Linked DNA regions of Zea mays: region 1 is linked to region 2. Evidence: chromatin contacts called from public Hi-C data. All regions are on one chromosome and are shown on one strand. Each heading gives the region's core, a stretch centred on a gene start, on an enhancer-like site or on the middle of the called end of the contact. The rest is flanking DNA. Distances are from core to core; before and after follow the strand shown.

Region 1 (7,654 bases), core at 3,750-6,249, 330 kb before region 2:
AAAAAAAGGTTAGTATCTCATCGTCAATTGCTAGTATGTGAACTATCTGAATGGCCATCAATAACAGCAGGGAACTGTTGCTCCTGTAGGATTGACGGGAACGTAGGGTTGCCATTGCCATTGCCACTGCCACTGCCACTGCTTCGTGATTTATTCGTACCCTTCTGTGATGCCCCGACCTCCTTGCACGCCTTATCTAGCATCACCAAGAAATCTCTCACAACCACAAACAACCGGAAACCGTCGTCTTTAGAGTCGTTTCCATGGAAATACCGGATTGTTTTCTTCACCAACGATCTCAACCTCTTCTCTTCTTTCAACAAAAACCCCGTCTCATTATCCGCGTGTTCCACAAAGCTTTCCAACGAACGTCTGAATCCACTCGTCTCTTCTACTGTCGCAATTTCATTCAGGAACTCCCTTGATTTCAGCAACTCTTGTCTGAGGGTCACCACAGTGGCAAACAGAGGCTCAGCATCCAGTGCGGCTACCCTCTTGACGTTGTCCATCTCACTGCTAAGTCCTGACACAATGCTAAGTCCGCGGTTGGAGTAGTGATCACCGTCCTCTTCAAGAGATCCATTGGAAGTGTCATCTGAAGCACTATGAGCTGGACTTCTTCCGTTTTCCATGGCTAGCCTTGCTTCGCGGACACCTTCGGACCGAACAATCTCCTGCACAACAAAGTGCAGCAATGTGGTCTTTCCATCAGCACCCTTGACATCTGATAGCTTCAGGAGAGTGTCAAGCTTGAATGCATTAGCACCACCACGGAAGGTTCCATCATTCAAACGGTTTCCAGTTTTGAGCACGGCTTCTAGTAACTTGAGAAAAAGGCGGTGCTTCAGTTCCCCACAAGCGGCCTACCAACAAAAAGATGTAGTTGACAGTTAGTGCATTTCCTTTTTGCAGATTTGACACAACTTTTGTAAGGTTGATTACCTCCAATTGGTGGAACGAATCCCTGAGACTTGAAGCATCTTCTTGCAAGGAGGACATGAAAAGCAACATGTCAACCCTCTTGAAAGCAAAAGGCGTGTCAATTAATGCCTTCATCACTTGTTCTGCAAGGCCTAGCTGCGAGAAATCCCCGTTATAAAGCCTGAGATTCTGTTCCTCCTCGTCAGTTGGTTTCATTCTCAAGATTGTCTCAAGAAGCACCCTTGGAAGTTCGTTCCCTTGTGAACAGGATGAGATGAAAATAATGTCAGAAAAAAATAATGGCACTGTAGGAGAACCGGGACACAAAATGAGAAGTATTCAGAAAGGAGCCTCATCTGGAAGGCTGGTGAATCAACATGAGCGAGCAAAAAAAAAAAGGCTCAAGAAGAAGCAGAACAACTCCCAAATGCAAACAGGATACAACATCAGAAAATCATAAGATTGAGGTCGCTACAGTTACTACCCAGATGAAATGCATTTCTATAAGGCTAACTGATTCGTTTCTGTCTTTCAGATTCATGCTGATGTCAGTAAATAAAAGAAGTAACAGAAGAATATATATTCTGAAGCAGAAAAGATTTCCTTGAGTCCTCCATAAATGAAATGACACAAGCATAAGGCACTAAAATAGAATGTCCAACATGAAGTAGATTGGAAAAACTGCCTAATACATAGTCTGACAAAGTTCATGTTGTACACAAATGGTTAGCTTAAAAAATGGTAGTGAGTGACCAATATATGATCATGAACAGAGTTTCTAAAAATACGCTTATAAGTGTATTGTCGTCTAAGTAACCTACATAGATTCTAGAGATATATCGAATGGGATTTTATTCTCAATACAATTAAGTAAGCTACAAGGGAAAGATGATAATACTTTCTGAATAACTTAAAAAAAAGTTAATGACTACTGTACAATTCATCAGCAAAGTTTTCTAAAAGAAAACTCATTTTCAAGTGTGTCAACAGTGATCTAAGTCTGTGCAAATGGCTTGGCTTATCATTAAGAGATATGCTTAAGGGCAAATCGATATCGGCTTCTTGTGAATAAACAACTACCTTCAATAAGAGCGTCATGAATGTCTTGTACCCTGATATTCATTGCCTTTAAAACAACTGCCAGGTTGCATGATTTCTTAACATTGAGAAGAGAAATGTGCTGAGATGCAGGATCCGCAGAGGGGAGTTCCTTATCCTTAAGGTTATTTCTGCTTCCACCACTATAACCAAACAATTCCTCTATCATATCTTCATTCACACTGCAAAATCAAATTGTGAAAACAAGCACTCTGCAGACATAGTGTATTAAGAGTTTATTGCTACTAGTAACACTTACTGAAAAGAACCGAATTTGATATCATGCCATGCCATTGACTGATCAGGATTAGCAAGAACTTTGTCCCAATAGAAAGGTCGAAGCTTGGTTCTTGGAGCATTAACTTCTGCTTCAGATGATTCGCTGGTCTGCTCGCTGGCAGATGATCCTTCAGAACGACTTGACTCAACAGGTGACAGCTGAGCAAGTCTTGCTTTAGAACCTCTGGGAGGTCCAGGTGGGGGAGGAGGAGCCTTCTTGATCGGAGGTGGCAAAGGTGGAGGAGCTGGAGGCGACATCGGTTTAGGAGCATCACTTGTGACATTATTCTCTGGTGTTCCTCCAATCACTTCTGAAGATGGTGTGGCATCAGTGGATCTTTTAAAACAGCATGAAAAGCACCGACTCATGCTGACTCCAGAATGACTTCGATTATCCTTGTTAAGGTGACTGGCAGAAACACGGGCATCGGGTGATGAACCTGAGAACAGAATGTTGTGTGTTATAGTATTATTATACTAAAGAAGTAAGAACAACCCATGAGGCCATCACAGGTTGACAAAGGGATACTGTCTCACCAGGTACATTAGCCAACTGCATGTGAAGAAGAGGATGATCATCTCGTTGCTCACCGACAGAGACCTTGTTCTTGTTGCATCCGCAGCAGTAGAAAATTAGAAAAGCAGCAATGAACGAGAATGCCGCTGTTGGTAGAACCACGATCAAGACTAATCTAACATAGTCTTTATGCTTCTCCAGAAGTGAAATTGGAGGTACTCCCCGATGCTTCTGTGCAGGTTTACTGTGATGAGGTCGGTTTGGATTTTCATTGTTGTAAGAGCTGGAAGGTGCATACGGTGTTTCTGTAACAGACTGAGGAAGCTTCACGTCATCGCCAGAGGACATGGACGGCGCAAAATCTGGAGCCATGGAAGGAGCATCTCCAATTGAGTTGTCAGCCAAATGCCGTCTCGCATAGAAGTTCGAACCAAGCAACAGCTGATGGCTCTCAAGGTAGGTTGCCAGTGAAACACTGAGTTCTTGTGGAATGCCCAAACCGAAGTAGTTTGCATGGATGCAACCATAGGTACTGGATAATTTTTCAGGGGAAAGAAGAGACAGAAACTCCAGAAACAGCATTGCCTTCAAAGCATTTTCTGATGGCTGACTCAATAGCTGATCTGAAGCAAATTGCAGTGGATTGCCCAATATTTCCTGTGCACCGGCCATGTCTGGTAAGCAAATTGACCATATTCTATCCACCTGCATCCATCCAAGAACCATCCTACATCAGTCTACCTTTGCTAATGCCTCACTTTCTTGGATCTTGCAGAAGAAAAGAGTTCAATAGCAATACTCCAACCAAAAGTACCCAGAATACAGGGAAAAACAAACTGACAAATTCTGAAAAGCTGTCCCTGCATTAGTTTGGTAAGTGAAGTACTTGGTGAATTCAGGACCTTTTTTATTTTAAGTAGCAGGTCAGCAGCTAATTTCAAATTTTCGAGAACACAAAAGGAATTCGCATTGCAAATTTCTGGCAGATCCCGGGCACAAAGGAAGCAGGCATTCCATGAATCAGTCGCTCTCAGATGCTATAAACAATAGTGTCTGGATGACTTACCAGATCCCCATTGAGAAGTGGGGATGGAAGAGAATTATGCTGCCTCCACTGCAACAAGAAAAGCTCCCAGTCCTCCTCCTCTGCCCCTACTACTTCTGATGGCCTGATCAATGCTGCAGCTGCCACCAACAGCAACACGAATCCTAAACCCCTCATCACTTGTTGCCTCCTATGAGCTCATTCCTCCTCCTCCTTTCGTCGACCAAGAAAAGGAAGAAAAAGATGACACTTTTTGTGGTCTTTGTGGAGTGTAGAACACGAAGATTCCTTTTGGCTGCACCAGACTAGCTAGATTTGTCCTTAGAGACGGCCTGGGGTTTGCTAGTGTGAAGTGTGTAGAAGAGTCAAACACCAACACATTGATTAGCAACAAAGAATAGTGAGCTGAAATCAAGGTCACAGATGCTTTTACTTTGAGCATCACAAGAGGTTAGGCCGGATGGCACAAGGAGTCGGCGAATGGTAGAAGTAGAAGGAAATGTTGACTTGGGCACGCGCACCTGCATCTGCCTGCACCCAAGAAATAATAATAAGAATAATAAAGAACACATATCTTTTTTTATATGCTGTGGTCAGAATCTCCAGTATTGTGGACAACATTGGACGGCACAGATCTAGAATCAATGTATTCTGTGCGTCATGATTCGAGCTCTAGCTTAGGCTTAGCTTCGGTTGTTGCCGAACATTGTAAAAAGCTTTGACGTGTTGCTGGGTCGTTTACTCCTGTGGAGGCGTGGAAGCCATGGCCGCTCCCCCAAGAGAAAATAAAAATGTAGCAGTAGCTTGCAAGCGGGAAAGCCAAGAAGGCGTGTCTCGCACCTGTCTCTGACCAAGACGCGCGCATGGAAGAGAAAGCGTCGGGAGGCGGTTGAGATGCGTGGGCGGGCGGGCGGCCAGGCATCCACACGTCTGACGCCTCCCCGCGGTCGGCGCCTCGGCGTGGCAATATACCGGCGTGCCCCGAGCGCGCCGGGGCCTTCTTCTACTCGAGGCGTGGCAACTCCCGCGTGCGCGAGGCCGGCTTCCTTGGACCTGCTGCCGCCCTCGCCACCGGCGATAGCCGCCCGCCGCATCCATTCCCTCGCCTTCTCGCCACGGCGCCAGGCAAACGATGCACAAGAAAAAAGGAGGGACAAAACAAAGAGGGAAAAGAACGAGCGGCGTGGGCCGTTGGCCCATCGGGCCCTTGGAGAAATTAGGCAAGTGGGGCCCAGTGACATGGCCGCTCTGGCTGTCCACGGCCGGTCAGCCGCGAGCGAGAGCTGGGCTGAGCTGCCGTGCGCGTGCTAACCTGGACTGGGCAGCAGGCATCAGACGCATCTCGCGGCATCTCGGCATGTGGAAGCTGTGAAGAGGAGAAGACGCGGAGAGGAGATGCTGCAACAGAAGCCGAACCGAACGAAAGGAAGGAGAGAGAGAGAGAGAGAGAGAAAAAAAAAGGACGGCTCCGCCCAAGGGTCGGAAGGGAGGGAGTTGCCGCGCCGCGGCCGGTTCGATCCTTTGCGCGAGATCGAGCTTCTCCGGTTGGTGTTGGGGCTGGCGACATCTGGGATCCGTCGTCTCTCCTCGTGTTCTTGAGCAGGTGACGATTTACTCTTTGTTGCGTGTGCATGGGTGGGGGTCGATCTGCCTGGTTGTTTAAGGGCGTAATCGCACTGTTCTGTGATTAGTTTAGGACCACCGAGGTCGCAGCTTACTTTTGCGGTGGACTAGGATTCGGGATGCTTTGTGATTTAGCCTTCAGCGGGTGGTAGGACCGTAGGAGGATTCCCGTGGTAATCGCTGGTGAGATTTTGCTCTGGTTTCGGATTTTGGGGTTAGCTTCTGCTGAAGTGCTTGTTCGAGCAAACTAATATCCAAGCATTTAGCGGTGCTGCGTGGTACGCGTACGCCCCCCATTTTAGACTATACTTGAGCTCCAATTGCCCAACTGATATTAGTTTTGCAGTATTGTTTTGCAGATTCCTGAGATACCTACCAACCCCTGATCTCCAATTGCCCAATTGATCCCCATTTGAGTTATTACTAGTTGTTGATTCCAATTCCATTACATGTTTGCCCTAACTAGATATTCCCTTTTCCGTGCAGTTTTCCACTTGCCTGGCAAAAGAACATTTGACTTGGAAGAGCAAACACTGGAAGCTTTGTGGTTTGTCCTAAGTGATCCTATCAAGTTCTCATAGGCTGCATACTGGTACAGCATTTTCTCCTGTGTTTTGGGCCACAGAAGAGGGGGGAGCCAAGGATTTTTCTATCTCGTAAGCCGCGGCCTTGGTGCTCATAGTTACCCTAGTCTGTAAGCTGGAGATTGTAAAAAGCCATATCTGTTCCTCTATCACTGTATATAGAGATCTACATAATGGACGAGAGGAGGACTATTTTGATGGACCGTTACGAAATCGGGAGGCAGTTAGGCCAAGGAAACTTCGCCAAGGTATACTTTGCTCGGAACCTGACCGACGGGCAGTCCGTTGCGATAAAGATGATCGATAAGGACAAGATCACGAGGGTTGGGCTAATAGTGCAGATAAAGAGGGAGATCTCTATAATGAGGCTGGTGAAGCATCCGAATGTCCTGCAGCTCTTCGAGGTAATGGCTAGCAAGAGCAAGATCTACTTCGTATTGGAGTACGCTAAAGGCGGCGAGCTGTTCAACAAAGTATCAAAGGCGAAGCTCAGCGAGGATGCCGCGAGGAGGTATTTCCACCAGCTGGTTAATGCCGTGGACTACTGCCACAGCCGAGGCGTCTACCATCGCGACTTGAAGCCGGAAAACCTACTCCTGGACGAGAACGAGAACCTTAGAGTCTCGGACTTCGGTCTGAGCGCCCTGTCTGAATCCAGAAGGCACGACGGCCTCCTACATACCACGTGTGGAACCCCTGCCTATGTTGCTCCTGAAGTGCTTGGTAGGAGAGGCTACGATGGCACCAAGGCGGACATATGGTCCTGCGGAGTGATTCTCTTCGTGCTCGTGGCTGGTTACCTGCCGTTCCACGACCCGAATCTCATCGAGATGTACAGGAAGATCTCCAGAGCTGAATACAGATGCCCTCGCTCCTTCTCCGGTGAGCTGAAGGACCTGCTTTTCAGAATGCTCGATCCAGATCCCAGTACCAGGATATCCATTTCAAGGATCAAGAGAAGCACTTGGTACAGAAAACCTATCGAGGCAAACGCGGCAAAGATCAAGCACGGCACAGCAAGAGACACCACCGTGCGCGACGGTGAAGCCGCCACGGCCTCGAGCTCGATAGAGTGCAGTAACCGGCCAGAGGAAGACCAAGGGTCGTCAAGCCTCCCTAACCTGAACGCATTCGACATCATTTCTCTCTCGACCGGGTTTGACCTATCTAACCTGTTCGAAGAAAGACACGGGCGGAGGGAGGAGAGGTTCACCACCAGGCAGCCAGTGGGAGCGGTGTTTGGTAGGCTGAAGGAGCTGGCTGAGCGGTTGAAGCTGAAAATCCAGAAGAAGGAGAGCGGGGTCTTGAAACTGGCTGCGCAGAAGGAAGGGATGAAGGGGTTCCTGGAGCTCGACGCCGAGGTTTTCGAGCTTGCCCCTTCGTTCCTTCTGGTCGAGCTGAAGAAGGCCAGCGGTGACACCATTGAGTACCAAAGGCTCGTGAGGGAAGAAGTGCGGCCTGCGCTGAAGGATATGGTCTGGGCTTGGCAGAGCGACCGGCACCAGCAGCAGCAGCAGCGGTGCGAGCAGTCTGTGCAAGGAGAGGACCAGCAGCAGCCGTTGTCGTCTTTGCCGACGCAGCAGTAGT
Region 2 (6,951 bases), core at 2,281-4,780:
GCTCTGAAAGCCCAACTTTGGTTTCAGTTTGAATTATTGTAGCTTCGACTTCTGCCTGTTTCGTTTTAGCTTTGGGTTGCGCCTTAGAGGCTTCGACCATTTTTATGGCAGGAGCAGGACTCAAGGTTTCGGTTGTTTCTAGCACATCCAGTACATTTACCATTCTCCTCCTCTTAGGAATTACGACAGAACCCATTTGTATCTTCGGTACTGTTACCTTTTCTGGAGGGCTCAAAACCTCTGGCACCTTCGTTATTACTTTAGTTTCTAGGTTTTCAGCCTTATCAACCTTCGTTTCAACTACCTTGGTTGTAGGCACCTTCGGCATTATAGCCGGTTCTTCAGTCCTCTGCTCGGGAGGAATAGTTCCTTTTGTTTTGGCAGCCGAGGAGGTCCCTTCGCCAAATTCAGGTATCGCGGTCGGTTCGATGAAACGCGGCCGGTGAGTTAGGACCTTCAACTTTTTTCCCTTTGGCACATGTTCGTCTGGGGTGACCGAAGTAGCAGCTTTCCTCTTTTTCCCTTGTCCCCACAGCGGATAGCGGTAGTCGCGGTAAACGAAGCCAATGACATCAAAAACTCTGTTTAATCTCTTCTTTCCCCGACCTCCGAAGGCTGCGGATAATGCATTATCTTCTGCCTTGGAATATGCTCCAAGCAGTTCATCACTTATAGCTTCGATGCATTTCAGCCAGTCATCGTTTGGTTCATCGAACTTATCCCCATACCTGAATGTATACTTCAACTGGACCAGTTCACCTTCGCTAGACTTGGTGATGGTCTCCTTCAGCATTTCCCAGCTTTCTACAAGCAGCCATACTCTGAATGCTATATGCTCTTGAATTAAATCTCTTGTACCAATGAAGAAGCAAACAGTACCAAACGCCTTCTGACACGCTTCGGCGGCGTCATCAATTTTAACCTTCGGCTTTCGGAGACCGAAGCGGGACCATATGGGACACATGATAACCTCCTTGATGTCCTCCCTCGCTATCAAGTCGTTCTTCACGTAAAACCATTCTTCCATCCAAGTTTCGGGCCATCTTTTTCGAAATGTTGGCACAGGGTGGCTTGCGTTGGGACGGGCGATAAATCCATAACAACCGAAGTTGTTGTGGTACTGTTCTTTACCCATGGCCTTCGTCTCATATAGAAGTTCGTGCATGCTGCAGAAGCATTTCGCGCTTGACTCTAGCCCTTGGCTCCTTACTGCCCAGACGAAGACTTCCATCGTCAATATGGTTTCGGGGGTCATCTGATGAAGGAAGATTTGGTAGGTTTTCAGCACTTCAACTACAAATCTGCTCAGTGGGAACCGAAGCCCAACTTTGAAGAAGCTTCGGTAAATCACAACTTCATTCTCTTCAGGGGCAGGGACGTTGTTGTCTCCGCCAGCCCTTACAATAGACATATCCCGAAAGTATCTTTCTCTCATGTTCTCAAGATAACTTTGTTTGATGGTCGATTTACCGAAAATCGAATGACTCGGTCTCCAGGGCCAATACTCAGAATCTTTGCCCTACTTCCCGCATCATAACTATCACTGTCACCAGTATCTTCAGACAGGCCCTCCAGTATTTCCTTAGTAATCTTCTCTGTATTTGTTTTTGCCATTGACTCGATAAATCCAGCAATGTAAGGATTCACAGCCTTCTTCTCCTCAAAAAGCTTCTCCTCTTCAGTCACCTTCGTCTCAGCAACAACCTTCTTGTCTTGAGACATTTCTCCTTCAGAAATAACAAAAATGCGTCTTTTTAACCAAAGCTCAGAAAGTTTGAAAAACTAGCAAGTGTTAGTGAGCAAAAGCTATGAAATTGAGAAAATAAAGCGAGTAGCACAAGCAACGTATCAAATGTGGTTGGTGTGAGCTCTTATTTATACGCTCAGCACGCTCTAAATTGGGGGCCTCGTCCGTCATTGACTGTTGCTATTCTAGCAAAGAGAATGTGTTTTTTGGACCTTCGGCTTAAGGCCTTCGTCCATGTCGCAGTCTGAATTTGTTATCTTAAACAAATTAATACTGCGAGGGGCTACTGTTGGGGGCCTTCGTCCTCCGAAGGTCAAAAACGTAATTTAACAATATCTTCCAAGTGTGACATATGCACAGGTACCTTCGGACTCGGGTTAAAAGCACATACGATGTGAAAAGCATAATCGTGACGAAGGTTGGAGTTGCTCCGAAGCTACGCGCAAGAGAGCTTTGGCTAAATAACGGAAAAAGGAACCGACTTAAAGGGAAAGAGGCTATCTAGTCCTCATAGATTTGCCTATGAGTCAATAGTAAATATAAAGGGCATGAATGTAATTTCTCACAGGCCGCGTACTGTGCCTATAAATAGATGAACAGTACCCCCGTACTGTTCACGCTGACTTGTATTCACTTGTGCGTCACGCTTATACTTTTACCTTCTATCAAACCAAAGGTACATTTGTAATTCAATATTGTTTGTCTTTCTATGATAATATAATGAGAATGAATTAATAATGTTACATGATTGTTTACGTTGTTTCTTATATTTCGTATGCTTTTTCTCTTATTAACATATATTGCTATCATGAAGGTATGTCCTTCATGACCTTCGTCTGAAGATCATTATATCCTAAAGGAAATAATGCTTCGTAGGACGAAGGATATTAACATTTAACATTTTGTGTTGGCTTATTCTTAATTCATAGCATTTGAGAACAAATTCTCAACATATATATAGTTGTGTAGTCCGTCTCTTATTTTTTTACTTAGCTCTCTAAAGACCTCTTAACCGACCCTCCCTCAACATGCTCTTTCACGCTAAAATTTTCTCTGATAAACGTGCATTCTTGTCGGTTAGATTATCATTCAACAATATATTATATTTAATACTTTAAATCTTTCATCACGTAGATTTTAAAAAGCTCCTAAAGGCATGTACAAACTAAAGACCCTAGGATAATTATATAATACAAAAGACAACTAATAAATTGTATGATATAATCTAATCTTCTAGATCGTAAATATAGTTAAGAGACAATAAACATATAAAATCGTGAAAAGACGCGAAGAATCTGTCTCTTTTTTACTTAACCCCTTAGAGCAGTCCCAACCCAAGATACTTATAATTTTTTATAGCCTTCACGTCATCTAAAAACTACTACTCCTCTTCAATGTAAATATCAATATTATTGAACTGAAATTAATACACCTCTTCTCTTATTGTGTCTTAGATATCGTGTTGAAATTAAGTCTTATGTAAGATCCAGTTTTTTACTCTTTCTTCATTTAGTTGTTTATCACTATGTGGCAGCTGAATTAATACTATAAAAACTGAATGACGCGGAGGGTTATGATTGCTCTTGTTAGATCGAAGAGGATTGGAGGAGCACCTTTGATCGACGTAACTGAATAAGTACTTAGATGAGATAGTATATACCATAATAAACCATAGTTTATATCTGCGTTTAGATCACTCGTTTGGTCGCTTCCATCTCAAGTGCTGGTTGTGCAACAGTCATTGCCATCCTCCATCCCTCTGAACTCCGAAGGCCGAACCAGTTCCGACGAAACGGTACGGTGACGGCTCACCTCGGGGGTCTCCATGTCCATGGACGGCCCTGCCACCTCGCCGGCAAGCGAGGTGCCGTTCCGCATCAGCTTCTCCGGCCACAGCGGCCACCTCCGCCTCGACCCTACCCCGCACACGCCCAGCCCCATTCCGGACTTCGTCCTGGTACGCTTGCGTTCCCCGCTTCCGCCCTAAATCACTCCTGGCGTTCGATGCAACCTTTAAAACCCTAAACCCACCGTTGTGGCAATGACGACCACAGCCGCCGGCATACCCGGCCGAGAGCCCGAGCAGCGTGAAGGAGTACCTCGAGAGGAACTACCTCGACCCCGAGCTGCACCTCCCCACCGCGGCCGATAGCGGGAGGGTGTGGGATGTCGACTGGTTTGCCCTGGCCAGGCCGCCGCTGGAGCCCTCCGCCCCCCGCACCATGCTCGCGCCCGTCTGGGTGCCGCCTTTCCGGCGCGGGCAGGAGAAGTTGCAATCCGCGGCAGAGTCGCGAGTGTGGGACCCTGAGTCCGTGCAAATGGAGATGGTCGACGTGTTCGATTCGGGGACCGGGGGGATAGCGCCCCGGATGCCTGGTCCGGCGAAGGACTTCGTCAGGGGGAGCATCAACAACAGACCTTTTCGTCCAGGCGGTCTGCAGGATGACGCCGCTGAGGCGGCTGCGCTGGAAAAGGCGTTCCCAGAGGGTGCAAGGACTGGTGATTGGGTGCGTGAGCTCATGAGCGGTGGCCCGGCGCAGGTTGCGCCTCCAGGGTTCCGTAAGGGATTGGAGCTGGGCCAGTTGAAGGTTTGACCCTTACTTGTGTCTCTTCCACTATATAACCACAATCACCGATGTGGTCATGTGGATGTGCCAAACTGTGCAGCGGCTACTTTTCTTGTAGGGGTATGAAAGCCACTGGAAGTGTTTCCGGGATGGAGAACTTGTAGAGGAGCAACCTGCATCATCATCGAATGACACAATGGTAATCAGAACACATATTTTGCATTTGAACAATCCACATCTGTGCTTACTTTGCCATTGTAGAGTTGTAGCCTTGATTATCCCATTGTTCTGCAGGAGAAGTACTCTGTGCAGTTTGATGATCTTTTCAAGATAGCGTGGGAGGAAGATACTGCCAACAAGTTGTTGAAGGACGGTGTTGTTCAACAATCTGCTGAAGGTGAAGGAATCAATGGTACTTTATTGTTCTCACACATCATATTTTTAAGTTACATGAGTACACTGTCTTGGCAAATTGTAATAGCTAAAAGGTAATGGGACATTGTAACCACTGTTGCTACTAGGACATTAGCATTCAGTTCATTTACCAAAGCCTGGTTTCTTGTTAAGATTTTCATTTTTCATTGGCAGAAATTGGCGAACAAAAAGTTGATGCATTGCAGGATGAGTTCGAGAGTATAACAACGCTAGATGACGAGAAACAGGAAGTTGATGTCATAAGAAATGTTCCTGAAACTCAAACAGACTTGGATCAGATGTTATCTTCTGAAGTACAGGATACAGGCAGGGAACCAGGTGCATCAGGTGATAAGAAGCCAACACAAGATGGCATGGTAAGCACTCTTTATGCCTTTTCTTCTATCTCACTTTCTATGCTGTGCTTCTTGTTCTGTAAGCTTCAGGGGTAGATATTGTTGCAGAAATGATAAATGTGGTTTGGTCTCACAATTCTCGATAGATCATGGATGGACCAATAATGCCAATGTACCTCTATTTCATCTATAGGTTTGGGCACTTGTTGGTGGGGACGAGGACATAGTGACTAACTTCTCCAAACTCGTTCCAGATATGGCAATCGAGTTTCCATTTGAATTGGATAAGTTCCAGAAGGAGGTAAAGTACTCATATGCATCCTTTTCTGTTTCAATGTATTCTCCATATTGATCAGAGTGTCTATTATACTGCATCATCCAAGTGCATGCACTGTTTTTTTTACTTGGACTTTTAGGCAAATTCACATTACATGCTTCTAATTGTAGTACTTCATCTATGTTTGGCAGCCTTAGCCTGCAATTTTACTTTCCGGTATACACTCGGTCGCAGCTTGATTTCGTATTAGGACATACCGACATAGATACTTTCATACTATACATTCAGCCTGCGATCATCTAAACGATTTTACTTCTATTGCCTTGCAATACCACATTAGATATTTTCTTAAAACAGCACAAGGTTGCATATCTCTGTGAGAAATTTAAAAGCTAGTCCAGTCTAGGGTTGTCTTTCCTGGAATACAAGATTACGGATAACCAATTTAAATGAAAAGAAACATCTAGTGAACATATATACCCTTTCTTCTATTTCCTGTGGGAACTATTTGTTACAAGGTGTCTTAGATGGTACCACTACCTATCTGTTTTTGAACTTAGAACAATGTTTTCAAGTCGTCCGATTAATTGTGATTAGTCGCGATTAATCGTCCAAGTCGGTTTGGACCAATCACGATTAATCGCCCAAGTCATCCGACTAATCGTGATTAATCGTGATTAATCGGTTAGCCAGAATGATCAGCAAGTCGTCCGACTTGAAAACGATGCTTAGAAAACTATGTTTAAATTGCTTCGTATAGTTGCTAATCTATATTTCTTTTGTCTACAAAGCACAGGCTATATATTATCTCGAGAAGGGTGAATCAGTCTTTGTTGCAGCCCATACTTCAGCTGGAAAGACGGTTGTTGCTGAGTATGCATTCGCATTAGCAACGAAAGTATGATTTCATTTGCTCTTTCTTACTTTTTGGGTAATTTTGCTCGTTTTAAACTGCTTAGCATCTTCCGCACTTAATAGCTTCTAAACCCTTGCATTTAGCCCCCAGCAGCCCAGCTTATTACTTTTTTTAGTTGCCTTGAGAATTTTCCAGTTCTTAATTTCTGATAAGATTCATGCTTGCTTTTCTCAGTAGATTGATCTTTAGATTACATGCCCCAGTGCACTATCTCAAATTCCTCACCGTAATAGTTGATTTAAACCCCCACTGTAATAAAAAATGCTAGCATTGATCTTATTATGACAGATAATTTTGTTATGCAGCATTGCACTAGGTCTGTCTATACTGCTCCTATTAAAACTATCAGCAACCAGAAATACAGAGATTTTTCTGGGAAGTTTGATGTGGGACTTCTGACAGGAGATGTTAGCATCAGGCCAGAGGCAACTTGCTTAATTATGACTACTGAGATATTGCGTTCAATGCTCTACAGAGGCGCAGACATTATACGTGATATTGAATGGGTAGGCTATCACTTATGATTTGTTCACTGTGTTTTACTCTGTGCCTTCAAGTTTCACTTTTATAATCTTGTAAACGGATCATGAGTTGCTGATATGTGTTTAATTGTACACTCAGGTAATCTTTGATGAAGTGCATTATGTAAATGATGCTGAAAGAGGTGTAGTCTG

Evidence for each region. Hi-C and Micro-C count contacts between places; a contact is called where the count stands out from the background.
Region 1: a Hi-C map of leaf shows a contact between it and region 2, with 6 times the contacts expected there. The contact joins the promoter of LOC103626647 here to the promoter of LOC100383871 in region 2. A contact is called at or near these places in 11 of 25 Hi-C or Micro-C datasets (ear, endosperm, leaf and 3 more).

Annotation. Positions count from the first base shown.
Region 1 is chr5:84,381,106-84,388,759 of Zm-B73-REFERENCE-NAM-5.0, reverse strand. LOC103626647 (formin-like protein 10) reads right to left here and starts at 4,999. Exons shown (of 7, transcript XM_008647046.3): 1 at 4,701-4,999; 2 at 3,882-4,391; 3 at 2,836-3,520; 4 at 2,279-2,738; 5 at 2,002-2,201; 6 at 943-1,178; 7 at 1-863. The coding sequence starts at 4,037. The coding sequence ends at 24. LOC100383954 (putative CBL-interacting protein kinase family protein) reads left to right here and starts at 5,276. Exons shown (of 2, transcript NM_001176571.1): 1 at 5,276-5,463; 2 at 5,970-7,654. The coding sequence starts at 6,241. The coding sequence ends at 7,653.
Region 2 is chr5:84,047,018-84,053,968 of Zm-B73-REFERENCE-NAM-5.0, reverse strand. It overlaps LOC100383871, which reads left to right and starts at 3,530. Exons shown (of 22, transcript NM_001362219.1): 1 at 3,530-3,704; 2 at 3,802-4,335; 3 at 4,433-4,513; 4 at 4,609-4,711; 5 at 4,903-5,105; 6 at 5,278-5,385; 7 at 6,158-6,259; 8 at 6,583-6,783; 9 at 6,899-6,951. The coding sequence starts at 3,573.